Regions from separate parts of the Dromaius novaehollandiae genome. Here region 1 is linked to region 2. Evidence: chromatin contacts called from public Hi-C data. All regions are on one chromosome and are shown on one strand. The core of a region is the stretch at or near the end of the contact, and the rest is flanking DNA. Distances in the headings are between cores, read along the strand shown. Region 1 has its middle 120 kb from the start of MOXD1. Region 2 holds the start of CCN2 (cellular communication network factor 2).

The links. Hi-C and Micro-C count contacts between places; a contact is called where the count stands out from the background.
Region 1: a contact with region 2 is called in a Hi-C map of liver, with 3 times the contacts expected there. The contact joins the enhancer-like site here to the promoter of CCN2 in region 2. A contact is called at or near these places in 3 of 4 Hi-C or Micro-C datasets (brain, liver and ovary).

Annotation. Positions count from the first base shown.
Region 1 is chr3:62,116,326-62,123,337 of bDroNov1.hap1, forward strand. No RefSeq gene overlaps it. Among named protein-coding and RNA genes, the nearest start is that of MOXD1, 120 kb to the right of the region's middle. Within about 2 kb of position 5,361, at least 2 of the 2 cell types and tissues checked have open chromatin away from gene starts, as enhancers often do.
Region 2 is chr3:61,971,933-61,979,230 of bDroNov1.hap1, forward strand. CCN2 (cellular communication network factor 2) reads right to left here and starts at 2,639. Exons shown (of 5, transcript XM_064508986.1): 1 at 2,299-2,639; 2 at 1,951-2,173; 3 at 1,586-1,837; 4 at 1,147-1,358; 5 at 1-836. The coding sequence starts at 2,349. The coding sequence ends at 540.

The sequences.
Region 1 (7,012 bases), core at 4,111-6,610, 150 kb after region 2:
AATGAGTCCTTTATCATGTTAATAAGACTTTCTTGAGAGCAATCTGTTGCCCAGTCTTAGCTAAGTGATCCACTTGTCAGAAGTATCTGCTGTGTGAACTTGCTTTACAACAAAACCACAGTAAATCTAGGTTTTTACATGCAGTATGCTTTCAAGTACCTCTGACATATCTGAATATTATCAGGACACTGTGGCTTTGGCATGCAGATTTGCCCCAGTTGAGTTATTGTGGTACAAAAATCCAGATAAATTGTAGAATGATATTAAAATGATGCTAAGTCAACACCTTTGCTCTTCCTGCATTGGTTGCTAGCATCATTTGGCTTTTCCTGCTTTAGATGGGTCTCTGACATTTTTAAAGGCTCATCTCCTTTTAAAATTTGCTAATGAAGATCCTTCCTGATGGAGCAAGATCTCCCAATAGGAAGTTGCAGTAAGAATAGCATCTCACAGAAGCGTGTACACAAACTTGTCTACTCATTTGTGTTCTGGAGGCCCAGATTTGACTGAATGGTAACTTCTGTTGTTCGGTTTTGTAACCTGATATTTAGAATACTTTTTAGACATTAGCGCTTGTTTTCATTTCCTTTGATATGAGTTTCTGGATGAATAAAAGCAGTTTAGGGGAGCATCAACTGTTTCCTGCATTCGTGAAACCTACACCACTTTCCAATATATTCAAAGTGGATACTGGTGGTCAAAATGTTATTCTTATTTATATGTACTTCAAACTATTTTCTACAAGGGATGGCAGGGGTACAACTGGGTTTAAAACATAGTTCCCAGAGAAAACAACAGCAGGGAAATTGGATTTCTGCTGGAATTGTACTAAAGCTTTACTGGAATCAGATTCAGTACTCAGAGTAACTCCAGATTTTAAACTCTGTTCTTGTCCAGATGTTTTTTAGCCAGACTTCATTATTTTTGGTGAGTTCATTTAAATTTTTTACTTTCTCCAATCTGTGGGCAGCTGGAACATTTAACTTACATTTCAGCTCTTGTTTTTCTTAAGATTTTAGTAAAAGGCTGTGCAGTTCCCAGTCTGTTAATCTTCTGAACTCAAGGAAGGGGCAGTCTCCTAAAAACTAAAAGTATATAAGGAAGAGGCTGTCCTAGGATATCAGAATAATGTTCAGCCTAATTTAGTATTCTTTTTCCAACAGTGACGTCCAATGAATTTTTGAGAGCAAAGTGCTGAAAACAGATAATTTTGCCATTTTTATAAGTTTTTTAGAAGTGAGTTTTAATCCTACCTGAAGATCCTATGCTGCAAGGATGAGCTTGCTTAGTTGTAGTACAAGGAACATCTTCACTAATTTACTGTTCAGGTAGTAAATGCAACAGATGTGGTCTACAGGATGAGGGGCCCAGGTAGCCAGAAGTGAGAGTGGCTGTAAGTGTTTTCACTTTTTTTCTAATCTGCTCTGGGTTTAAGCTCTGGACCTCAAGCAGTGTCCAGTGACAGTGGGTTCCTCAAGTAAGTCAGGAGTTCTGAGAATAATTCCATTTGTTTCACATCTGCTGCCTTTCAATTTTGTTGGAACTCCATCTTTCTTGTATTATGAAAAAGACTAAATGTAAGAGTCCACATGCTTTTTCTATATCTTCCCATACTTATTTTGAAAAACACCATCACATCTGCTCAGCATTCATACTCTCTGCAATGCTTCATATGAAAGGCTCTGTCTCTAACAACTGTTGTCACCAGCTGTGGGCTCCTTTCTATGTTTCTGTCTTCCCCAGAACCGATGTGGTATTTCATGGGCAAAGGTGCTGCTGAGTCGCAAAGGGAAACGTGCACAGCCTGCAGGTTCTTTCTGTGCCCTGTCTACGTGCTGCTGCTTCTGCTCTTTTGCTGTTGATGCAGATGGGGGATTTCTGTGGCTGACCTCAAAGAAATTCTTATGATAGGCAGGAAGGATGGCATGTTTGTCCAATGACTCATCTTCTTACTTCCTTCCTGCCTTTGCCTCTTTGAGTGGTACCAGATAGCACCCATTAAAAACAAAACTAAAAAGCTCTCTTAAAACTTATGGCTTTTCATAACAATCATCCTCTGTCTTCTTTGGGAACCTCAGCACTAGAGGAAACCACCAGCAAAAGGGTTCTATCTGGGCAACAAACCTCTGTAACGGCTCTTCTTCACCAGGTTTCTGGGCTGTGCCCATCTGCTTAAAGCCCTTGCTGTTCTGCCATTGCACAATCAAAGATAGATCTTGCATTCAGATGCTGAATTCAGAATGTTTCAAGAATAAACACAGTGATGGCAGTTAAGGAAAAAATACATGACTGCTTTGCCAGGAGAAAAAAAAAAAAAACAGTAACATTTATATTCAGATCTTGATGTTGTATTCTGAGAATCCCAAATGTCAAAACACTACCATCAAGGAAAATGGAAACAGTACTACTGACAATTCAACCAAGTGACAGAATAAGTTTTTAAGTAGTTATTTGTGAGTTAATGAGTCATTAACAACTTACTCTTTTTAATTATTTTTCCAGAAGGTCTTCAAAGACTTCAGATGGATTTTCAGATGGGTTTCAGTAAGTCCTGGGAACAGCTAGCCTGCAAAATTCGTCAGGCATTGGACAGGCATTTTGGTGAGATTTCTAATTCTTCCATCTAGCCACTTGGGAATCTCAGGGCTATATTCTATCTTGATCCTTTCTGGCATTTTTAATGCAAGTTGAAACCAAGAAATGAAAAAGCAAATGAAAACCAAGATGAAGACAACTCAGAATGTTGTTGAGCATAGGTTCTTTTTCCTTCTGAAAAGATTTTGTTACCCTTAAAAATAAAACATTTCGAAATCATGGTAGATTTTAGAGAAAGCACCTTTGACTGAGCAATGAATTTGAATGCACCTGATTAAAATCAAGTAACACAGGGGATAGCTTCCTTTTTTTTTCTTAATAATTCTTATTAAACAATGTGTACAAACTCTGCATTTCACAGACTCAACGTCCCAAAACAACCACCATGAACCAAAACCACCAGCAAAAACTGATTTTGGACATGTGAAGTCCAATAATATATACATTGCAAAACCACAAGACTTAACAATAAATTAATAATTCTCCTTAGCTCTGTCTTGCTTTTAGCAGCGAGCAGTTGGAAATGGTACATGCTTTTACAGATAGAGGTAGACTAAGTGCACTGCTGACTAAGTTCTCAATTTTAGAGTGTGGATTAGGCTATGTAGAAAACAAAAATATTAAATGAAGTGTCTCTGATAAATATTGACTCTCTGGCAGGTTTGAAACCTATAATGCTAAAGAAAATATGTGGTTTCTAAGTGACATTTGACATATGAAGTTATCTCCAATAATGTTATAATACATTGGAATATGAACAAAAACCAAATGAAGTGTCTCCTGGGACCAAATGCAGCTTTTGACTAACTTTCTTCTCTTTACTTTTCCCCTTGATGTTTGCCACCTAGCACTCAAAGCTTGTTTCTTTTATTGTAAATGCCTGGCTTTCCTTTTTCTGTAAGTTTGCAGAATATTAAGTGTAAACATGCACAGCAGTTTAATAGTTACAATAAGTAAGATGTAATTAACAAAACACTTTGCAAGGGGATGGAGGGATGTGATACAACACTAACACAGAAGAATTGTTTGAAAGCAAAATGCCTCTTTTTTTTCCACTTCTTAAAACCCTGTAAATAATCCTTTACATGTTTTTTGCTAAGATAACTGTTATAAATTTATGCAGCGTATAAACATGAAAGCTCCATAATACGATTTGGGATAACCCTCCAGCCACTTAGTTCACATAATCTTCCCCTGAATACTGTGATGACGTTTAGTAGTCATGCTTACAAAGCTCATTTTGTTTTTAATAACTCTCAAGGATAAGGGCTAAAACTGAATCAAATGAGCCAACTCAATTCAACTGAAAAATTTTATGTGCAATAATGATCTCCAGTTTACAAGTTCATCCTGGAACTACTATCATATGCAGACCTTAAAGTGGTCCTACTCCACATGCCTTATGCGAGTAGTGCCACTGAACCTAATAAGACTGAGAACAGTGCATTGCTTGATACAAAAAAGGGGAGAAAAATCTAGCTATTTTGTGATAAAGACTGATGAAGCCATGGTTTTTAAGTGCAGTTATGGTTATGGAATCATGCAGTTCCATAAATTAGCAAAAGAGTGGGAATAATGAGCCAAGTTGGCTCATTGGTCCTTGGTCTTTATTTTCTGTGGCCAAGTTCATGATTGTCCTGAGGAGAATAGCACAAAACTTCACCTAAACCTATGCCCTGACTACACCTGATATTCCCAAATGGTGCAATTGGGGTAGAGATAGGTTAAAGCTTTGGCTTACAGCTCCCACAGTATTAAGCTGAGGGAGACTTGTTATCATGAGGTATGTTGTGTGCCCACAGCAATTACAGCTTTCTTCTGAGGACGAGCTGTGAGGCACACCACCCCCTAGACCTCCCCTGTGACAATGCAGCTTTGCTCAGGACCATAGGGAAGGAGTAATCAAATGATTATATAATGTATCAAATTCTGTCGTCTTCATCAAACAAAACTTCTGTTGTGGTTTGGGGTTTTTTTGCTTTACACAAGACCACCAAGTTCAGGAAAGTTCCTATTTTTACTGTGGGCTGGATGCCACCAAAATAATTAATAAAGTAATAAAGGTAATTATAACAAAAGTACATTACAAAGGGAGATACTATGGGGCTCAAATAAAGTCTTTCCACATACTTAGAATTTTTACAATTGACTGGCATGGTAGTAAAAATCTGTAACTACATGACAACTGAAAAAAAAATTTACTGCAAAGCTAACACTGCAGTTAACACTGCCAACAAACTAACCTGAATGGAAAATACTCTGTATAACAAGAAAGAAAAAGATGAATCTTATGAGACAACAAAATTAGTGCTTCTTTGAAATGATCCATTATTAGATATTGGGAACCTGAATTAATAAATATTAATTAATAGGATTTAAATTAAATGCATATTAAGCAAAACAGTAGATAGCAAATAGACTACAAAGGAAAAGGCTTCCAGTACAGTGACTGACTTAATGTGTCCTTTGAGATATAAACTAAACCTCTGTTAAGTGAAGAAAATACAAGTCTAAAACCATCAAGCTTCTTTCGCTGTTTTGAATGGTCTGGATCTAAATTAATGATAACAATGATTATAATTATATTATTATTGTTATCTAATTAATTTAAGCTTTCAACGCGGAAAAAAAAGTGCATGTGCCAAGTTTTAGCCTGCTGTGAATTAAAGTGTCTGGGTTATAAATTAACTGCAAAACAAGGTTTATAATGGAACTAGCAATTGACCCTGGGCAGTCACAGCATTAACTGCTGCTGTAGTATTAAGTTACGTCTCTGTTCCCTGGGTACAATCTTGCAAGTTATATAACAGAAACCATTGCATGATTACTCAAGCCCTTTACCTAACCCTAATTGCATGCTGGACTTGTGGCTCCCATAATAGTTCTTTTCTATTGACATGCTCAGAGTCCTTAGTGACAGCACCAAACCCAGATCCTGCCGCCTGCACAGACTAGTAATGTTCTGCTTACCAGTACCACCCACCCTAAGGGACATTATTTTGTTTTTCCTTCTCTCCTTTCCTAGCTGGCAACCAATTCTTGCCCAAAATGATCTACTCCTGGAAAAAATCTGCACAAATAATAGATGCATAAGCTACAGGTACAGTACATACTGTACTTTAATTCTTGGCATTTGCATGAGACAGCCACCCAGCTGCAGAAGGAAAGGATAAGACATATTAAAATGTGCGATACAAGGCTTTATTTTTACTTGGATTTTCTGGAAATCGTCTGCACTACAGCATCAGATATTAAGGTTTTTTTTGTATCTGACACAGTTTTTAATATGCTAAACTTGACTAAGCCAAGATTTTCACTTTGGCTATTTATATTTAGGCAGGCAAAAAACTTCTTTAGATTGTCTCAAGGGTGATCTGATTTTTCAGAGAGCTAATCATCTGGTAGATTCCTGTTAACATCTATTTGGTACCACCTTTCAAAGATAACATTTTAACCATCTTTCAAAGATACAAAGCAGCTGTGCCTCACTGTTTTCATAATCAGGAGCTTATGTGGCTACTGATTTCTAGTAGCACTCCAAAGTCCTTGATCTGGGTAGACTCCTCTTCTACCAACTGATGGGCAAACAAATATTGAGAGGCAGTTTTCTCCTGAACAAAAGTTCTTATCACTGCCTCAGCAGTTTTGACTTTTCTAGCTCATCTTACAAAACTTTTCACAGAAGGGAAAAAAAAAACCCTTTGATGCCAGACTGCTCAGTGCGAATCCAGGCCACTGACAGCCCAAAGACAAGGCTACAAAGTGGCACAGACTCTCTGCCATCCCGTGGAGCCATGCTCATCTAAAAGCAAGCGTCCTTCCATGGTAAAGTGCCTGCTGAAGTCCAGCACACTCAGTCTTGCATATTGTCTGCAGAGTCATCTTGTTGACAAGTCAGACTCGATAAGGAATTTAGCTACCTCATGGTGTTCAGCGTGTCATATAACAGATGGAGATTTCTCAGAAATCTGTCTAGCACAGTTTCAGCACAGGAAATATCTGCATGAAAGGCAATGGGTATGTTAAGAAGTTAAAAGAGTTCTTAAGTAGCATGCTCTGGCAGATTTGGTTATTAATGAGGCAAAAGGCAAAGAAGGATGTGGTGTTACGAGAGAGAACATATTGTTACCTCTCCTGACTTGAAAAGTTAGCAGATTTCCTGACTTGGGAATGGGTCTCCAAGGAGAAGGAAAATTTGGTGATGGATTCATGTATTTCTCTGCTTCAATTCCTTCAGTAACAAAGTGCACAAAGAGTCCTGCTTTTCTTTGAACACAGTGGAGCACAACAGCATGAAACGGTGTTTGCTCACTGTTTGAAAGCTTCTCTCCCAAAAGCATTCTGCCCAAAAGTACACTCTCGGCTTTCCTCTTTTTATCTTCCCTCAAAGCAATGTTACCAGACATTTTCTTAATTC
Region 2 (7,298 bases), core at 1,389-3,888:
TGTTACAGGTAAATTAACTGCCACAAGCTGTCCAGTCTAATAGACATGATTCTGATTCTTGTTGACCAAGCCATAGGAATCAGAGCGTCAAAGCGGAAACATTACTGTCCTGACTAACAGGACACCTTCGGCATAGCACGTTGCTGCTTGAGGGTTTGCACTCCAGCTCTTGCTGTCACCAAACCCATGTCAGCAAACATGCTAAGAGTCTCCTCAATTGCACTACTAGGTGAAACATGCGGCACCACATTAAGGGAACATCTGTTTGGATCTGGTTTTCCTGCATGTTTCCCTTAACCCCTTCACACCACCTCATGAACAGCATGTTCAGAAGTTGTGTCTTGCTGTGGTCCCACTGTCCATTTTACCTTCTCCTCCTGACCACCGTTTGGGGTCAGCAGACAAATTGTCTTAAGTCACATGGAGCAGTTTGTTGAACTTAAAAACAGATTTAAATACCTTGTGCTATTGAATCGTGTTTACAAAATGAGATGCAAATCAGTTCAAGTTGAGAATCTAGTTAGCGTCTACTTCTGGCTTTATGCCATGTCTCCATACATCTTCCTGTAGTACAGAGACTCAAAGATGTCATTGTCTCCAGGGCAGTTGTAGTGGCATGCGCAGGTCTTGATGAACATCATTCTCCTTTTCATGATCTCCCCATCAGGGCACTTGAACTCCACGGGGAGGGTGGCTGTTCTGTGGGGTGTGCAGCAGCGCCCGTCAGTGCAGACACCACAGAACTTAGCTCTGTAGGTCTTCACGCTGGTGCAGCCAGACAGCTCAAACTTGATGGGCTTGGAGATTTTGGGGGTGCGAATGCACTTTTTGCCTTTCTGTTAGGATGGAAGTGAATACAATGTGTTTAGAAGACAGACTTTGACATTGCACTAAGTTTTCATGCTAAGAGCAGGCAGACACACTAATCCTTTTTAAGTTCTCCTCTCAAGCACAATTGTTCTACACAGTGCTGTAACACAGTGTGAGATAATTAAGGGCATTTAATAGTTAAATATTCACTGCTGGGGCAACTACTTTTCAAGGTAAGTCACTTGAAACTGACTCCCTGTCAGAAGCGTACATTTTCTTGGTAAGACACTGGGTCTTTGCCCTAGCAGACCATTCTTTAAAGATGAGACTGTTTACCTTGATGTTCTCCTCCAGGTCCGCTTCACAAGGTCTGACCATGCAAAGTCTACTCTGTTTCTCCAGCCGGCAGAAGGCATTATCATTGGTGACCCTGGTTGAGATGCCCATGCCGCAGGTCTTGGAGCAAGCACTCCACTCAGTGGTCTGCACTAGGCAGTTGGCACGCATCATCGTTGGGTCTGGGCCGTACGTGTCTTCCAGCCTGTAAGCTGCAGAGGACACACAGGATGAGATCACCATCTGCACTCCTACCCTGCTAAAGGCCCTCTTCCCTTTCTGGAGAAATTCAGGCAGCAACAGTTACCTTTGGGATGCCCCCACTCACTACCATGCTCCTGCTGCACCCCTCCCTCCCCGTGTCAGCCAGCCTGACTACCATCGTCTTCCCTGCAGGGTGCCTGTCCCACCTGCCATGTGTGGAAGGATCCCCACTCACCAGCGAGTGCGGGTCCCACGGCGGTCTGCTCCTTGGCCTCATCACACACCCACTCCTCGCAGCACTTGCCGGGGAGCTTCACCCTCCGCGGGTGGGGGCAGTCGGGGCTGGGCAGGCGGACGTCCATGCTGCAGAGGGGCACGCAGCCCACCGCCCCATCGAGGCAGGTGCACTGGTACTTGCAGCTGCTCTGGAAGGACTCGCCGCTCCGGTACACCATGCCGCCGAAGACGCACGGGGCGCCGTCGCGAGCTGCGAGGGCAGGAGGGCAGCGTGAGGTGGCAGCGCTGGGGGGCAGTGCGGCGCGGAGCGGCCCCTCGGGCACCCCGCTCCCGCGGCCCCCGCGCCCCCGGGCCCCCACTCACCGGTGCAGACGCCGATGCGGCGATTGGCGGGGGAGCCGAAGTCGCAGAAGAGCCCCTTGTGATGGTCGCAGGGGTCGCGCTCGGTGCAGAGCTCGCCCAGCTGCTTGGCGCAGACGCGGCAGCAGCCGCAGCCGTCGGGCACCAGGGAGACGCCGGCGGGGCAGACGGGGCCGGGCCCGGGGCCGCACTGGCACTGCCCTCCGCACTCCTGGCTCCGCGCCTCCTGCGGCGGCGAGGGGGACAGAGAGGGCCGGCGTCAGCGGCGCCGCCGTGCCCGGCGGGCCGGGGCCGGGGCCGGGGCCGGGGCCGGGGCCGTGCCCGGCGGGCCGGGGCCGGGCGGGCACTTACCGGGCTGAGGAGGGCGAGGAGGAGGGCGACGGCGAAGCTGGCGGGGGCCATGCCGCGGCGGCGGAGGGCTGCGGGCGGACGGCGGCGGAGGGCTGAGCCGAGGTGAGACGAGGCGAGGTGCCGGCCGGGCGCTTCTCCTCGGCGGCGCTGCGCGGTGTCCGTCGGCGGGGCGGGCGGGGGTCGGCGCTGCTGCTGACGCTGTCGCTGTCGCTGTCGCTGCTGCTGCTGCTGCTGCTGCTGCTGCTGCTCCCGGTGCGGCGCGGCGGGAGAGTGGCGGTGCGGCTGACTGCGGAGCGCCGGGGCGGGCGCCGCTTTATACGCGGCGGCGGCGCGGGCTCGCCAATGGGCTCAATGGGGCCGCGGACAAACAGCGACATTCCGCGCATTCCTGCGCGCCGCGCCGCGCCGCCCCGCCCCGCGCCGCGCCGCCCCCAGCGGCCCTGACCCCTGCCTCCCGCATTCCTGCCGTCTGCGCGGCCTGGCGCGCAGGCACGGCGCTGCTCCCCGCTCGCCCCGGCATCCCCCCCCCCGCCCCGGCGCTTTTTTATTTATTTTTTTAATCATCTTTTTTTTTTTTGCATATGACTCACCGCTGCCGGCGGCTCTTTGCTCCCCCCTTCCCTCCCTTAGAGGGGAGCCTGTTCCTCGATATTGAATTATTTTTCTAAACAAATTCGGGCCGATGGTGGGTGCGATTTAGCACACGCCGTTAGTGCTGTGACAGGCAGCCGGTTGCAGCGAGGGAAGGGGGTGAGGGAGGTGGTGGGGATGGTTGCTAGGAAGGACCATGGGAATTCTTTATTTTTCTTTCTTTCTTTCTTCCTTTTTTTGCCTTTTTCTCTTCACTCCCCCCTCTTCCCTCCCCTGGCTAGAAAGTACAAGATGCTGGTAACTTCCAAAGGTGGATTGATGCCTGCTGATATCTTTGGAGGATTGCTGGCTGGCCTTCCTGCCTACATGCAGGGCTTTCACCTTGGAGTACCAGATTTTGAGCAATGAATATTCTGAGCATTTTGTCACTACCAAAAAAGGTATAATTACACTACAGGATATAAATTGACTCTGTGTACTACTGAATCATACCGAATATTTGTAATGTGTTCCTTTCCTAATAGATGCTCTCTATGAATAGAGAGAGTGCCTATTTACTCTGAAATATTTGGCACAAAGAACTGAGTCTGAAGCATGGAAGAAATGGCTATTATTTTCCCACTGCCTGTGTGCAGCTGTCATTTCTGAGCAACACATTCTTAGCACATCCCTGCTTCCTGATCTTGCTGATTATCCAGCCTAAGATTACAACAAGAAGAGCTTGGCATGTCACCCTGTTCTGCCAAAACCTAAGCATTGTGGTTTGTATTTGACCAAACCCCAAACCTAAGCTTTGTGGTTTGTATTAAATCATTACAGATAACTGTTGTGGTTTTCTTTTTTTAACCCGAAGGATGGTTCTTCCTCCCACCTCCCCATGTGTCATTTGAATATTCAGTGATGTCATGTTGTTTGACCTCTGCTTTAACACAAGGAATGCCTGCATTTTGGCTTTTGACCTGTGGAGTATGTCAGCGTTTAATGAGAGAGACAGGCTTAATGCATCTTATTAGGCAAATTGAAATTTGAGGGGTATGTTTAACAGATACAATCTTTTGCACGTAGTCTTTCTGCCACTGTCAGAATCCCCTTCTTTCTACTCCTCCATCCACATGCATACTTTCACACTATGATGCAGCAATATGTGTACACAGGGTTCTTGAGGGAAAAGGAAATACTTTCATTTAAAACCTCAGGGTATATTATACTGTAAAGCTGTATTTAGATTCAGCAAGCACTGTTCTTTGGCTGGTAAAGACACTTTGATGTCATTTCTTCTACTTGAAAATCTCCATTAAAAGAAATTAGATTGGATCTGAAAAAACAAATACCAGAGGAACAGTTAAGGTAAATAATATATGTTCCCAAACTGATGGGGCCTCCCAAAATCTGTATTTACTTGAAAGATTCTGATGGCCTCAATGTTGAGTAAATAATGTGTGTACCAAACTATGTATGACATGCATACCAAAATGCAAATGTAACCAGGTAAACAGAGTGCCTTTTTTAAATGCCTAAATATGGTAGGAGAACATCAGAGAGAGAGGCTCTAGACATGTTTTATAACTTTCCATGTAAGAGGTTTTTTTCAGAGAAACAATTTTATTAAACAAAACCCTAAGAATCTCACTGACAGAAAAAGTATGTTTAAAAGTAACAAACCACCAGAAAGCCAGGAAATCCAAAATTAAAAGATAAATCTGTCCTAACTCTTCACACTGTGGGCCCAGTACAGCAATCCCTGTCCGCTTGCAGCCCTGAGAAAAAAGACTTAAATAGACGTTTGGCCTTCAGAACTAATTCTGGTCTTCCACCACTGTAAATTGGGAATTAATTAACTCACTGAATTAAAAGTTGCTCCAACCAATGAAATTGAACAAGAATCAGAGCTCATCAGGTTTGTCATTTTGGTTCCTGTGCTGTTAAATATGACTCACCAAATACCATGTGTATCCACGGACATGTGCGCACGGGGGAGGAGGTAACCCGGAAGCAAAGGTCGTTCTTTACGAATGGAATTTGTCTTGAGCTAATCCTTACTGCTAACAACGTGTCATGAGTGGGAGAAGTACATCTTGGAGCTGATGCATAAAATGGTTAAAATGCACTAATTTTGACTTCCATGCAGGTGTTTATACAGCACATGCTTTTAAGATAGTATATTTTTTCTGCTGAAATTAGGAATTCACTACACTGTCCTTGCAGACTTATTTACACAGCTATATACGATATGTGTGTGCCTACATCAGCTTTGGTTGGTACAGTTCCTTTGGTGAAGTCTTGTAAAATGTACAGGTGTGGATATGCTGCATTCTCTGCTTGTGTTTTTCCTTCCTCTTTTTTTTTTTTTTCCCTTCTCTCCAAAAAGTCACTTGATCAGGTATCAGACATACTGAAAACCTGGCAAGACTGCAGGAAAGTGGCTAGACTTGGAGTGTTTGTGTACTTAAAGAAAGAATCTTGCACATTTTCAACTTTCAGTCACAGATATTTTCTTATAAGAGCAATTGGAGGTCTGAGCCAGCCCTCAAAGCGGAAATCAAAAGCTCCCAGAGAAACATACCCGAGGAATGTGAATCTGATCCAAGAACCATACGCAATGCACATACAGGACTGTCAGTCTTATAGGAAGTCTTGCCATATATGGACATCTGGACCCTGGGCTGTTTATCATCACGATAGGCTTGTAACTGGCTTCAGACGTTTCTGGCTTGCCTCCGGTTTACTAAGCCAATTAGTTCCCCTCCCAAAATGCTCACAGAATATTTCTGAAAAATTGTAAGAAATATATCTCAAAATCCTGAGAGGTCTAGCTAACGTTACATTAGTGGACTTTTGCTTAAAATACAGATTCCAAGCGAGGCTTAATGTGCTAGCTCAGAAGTAGATATGGAATAAAAATAAGGATATTTATTCTATCTTGAATGTGGTTGCCTGGTGTTTGTCTGTCTTGGAAGTCATCTGGTGGCTTATTCTATATATCTGTAGGCATAGAAAGTACTTTGGAAGCACACTAGCTGCTACACTTTCACTCATCCTTTTCTGGAGGGATTTGTGAGCTCACGAACAAATATCACAAGCAAATATCACGAACAAACGAATCAATAAGGGCAAAGCAAAATAGGAGACTTCTTTTCCCAAGAACTGTCAACCGAGTTTTCCATGTTTCTGCCATTATGTGTTACTACGTTAGTGTGAGTCACGTGGTATAAATGCTCTGCACTGGAGTGATGACAGTTCACGTGAGCTAATCTTACCAATGAGATTTTATTTGCTAACAGGCATTAACTCTTCTCCAAAGGGAACTGGAATAAAAAGGCTGGGCGGTGCACTAGATGGCATAGGGCCTATGGAAATGTTCGCTGCTGAACTCGTGGACCTAATCCAAGTTCCTCCAGATACTGGGTCAGATTTTCTGCTCGTGTCAATTAGGCAGTTTCATCGAGTACACCGTTGGCCACCAGAATACTTGGACTTGAAAGGTCCAAGTCCATTGAGCTAAAGCCCTCAGCACTATGACTAAAGCAAAAACATCAGGTGTAATTCTTGGTTAGCAGTTGTGAGTTCTGTTGTTTTCCTTAATCATAGATATTGCTATTTAAACTTACATTCTTTATTATCCGTATTATCTAACATGTAATATTTTGTTACTTGTGTCATGAAGAATGTTGCTGTAAGCTCTTGGCTTCATTCTCCAAAAGCAACCAGAGTTTTTCAGGAGTGTGTGTGGTCTTCAAGTAGCAAAGTGATTGCTGGAAGTAGAATAATCTAAAAGAGAGTATTCAAAACACATGTAAAACTATTTGTACAAAACAGAGATTATAAGTACCATGAACTCACAGGTCTTTTACCTGCCAAGCCTCAGGTTCAGTGAATCTGAATTTATGCTGAAAAATTTGCCATAAATCTCTTCAGGTCTTCAGCATTCACTGCATCTATGCAGAGGTCAGCAAGGCACAGAGCCCTTTCCAGGGCTCACAATGGTGAGTAAGGAGGGAATTGATTTTCAGTTGTCACAATCTGCTTATTTCTCAGGTTTTGACTGAGGTTCACGCCCTCTTGCAGTGCTAAGTCCAACCAGTGTAGGACTGCAGTGAGTCAGAAACCACTCCTTTGACAATTGTCCTATAACTGGTTAACACAGTTTATAAAAAAATGTGTGGCACTGGCTGGAGAGGAAACATGGTCAGGGACATGATTCAGCATGTTCACCAAAAATCCTTTGAGGTCCCTCTCTTGGAGGAACCATGTGGAAAAGAGTTGGAGGAACACTTCTGGACTTGGAGAATATGCTTATTTCTGTTGTGAGAACTGTCTCATTGAGTGCAAGTGAATGTCTCTGCTGATGCAAGCTGAGAGCCATTTCTATCATGGCTTGTATGAGCAGGAATGAATCAGAGATTCTTTTA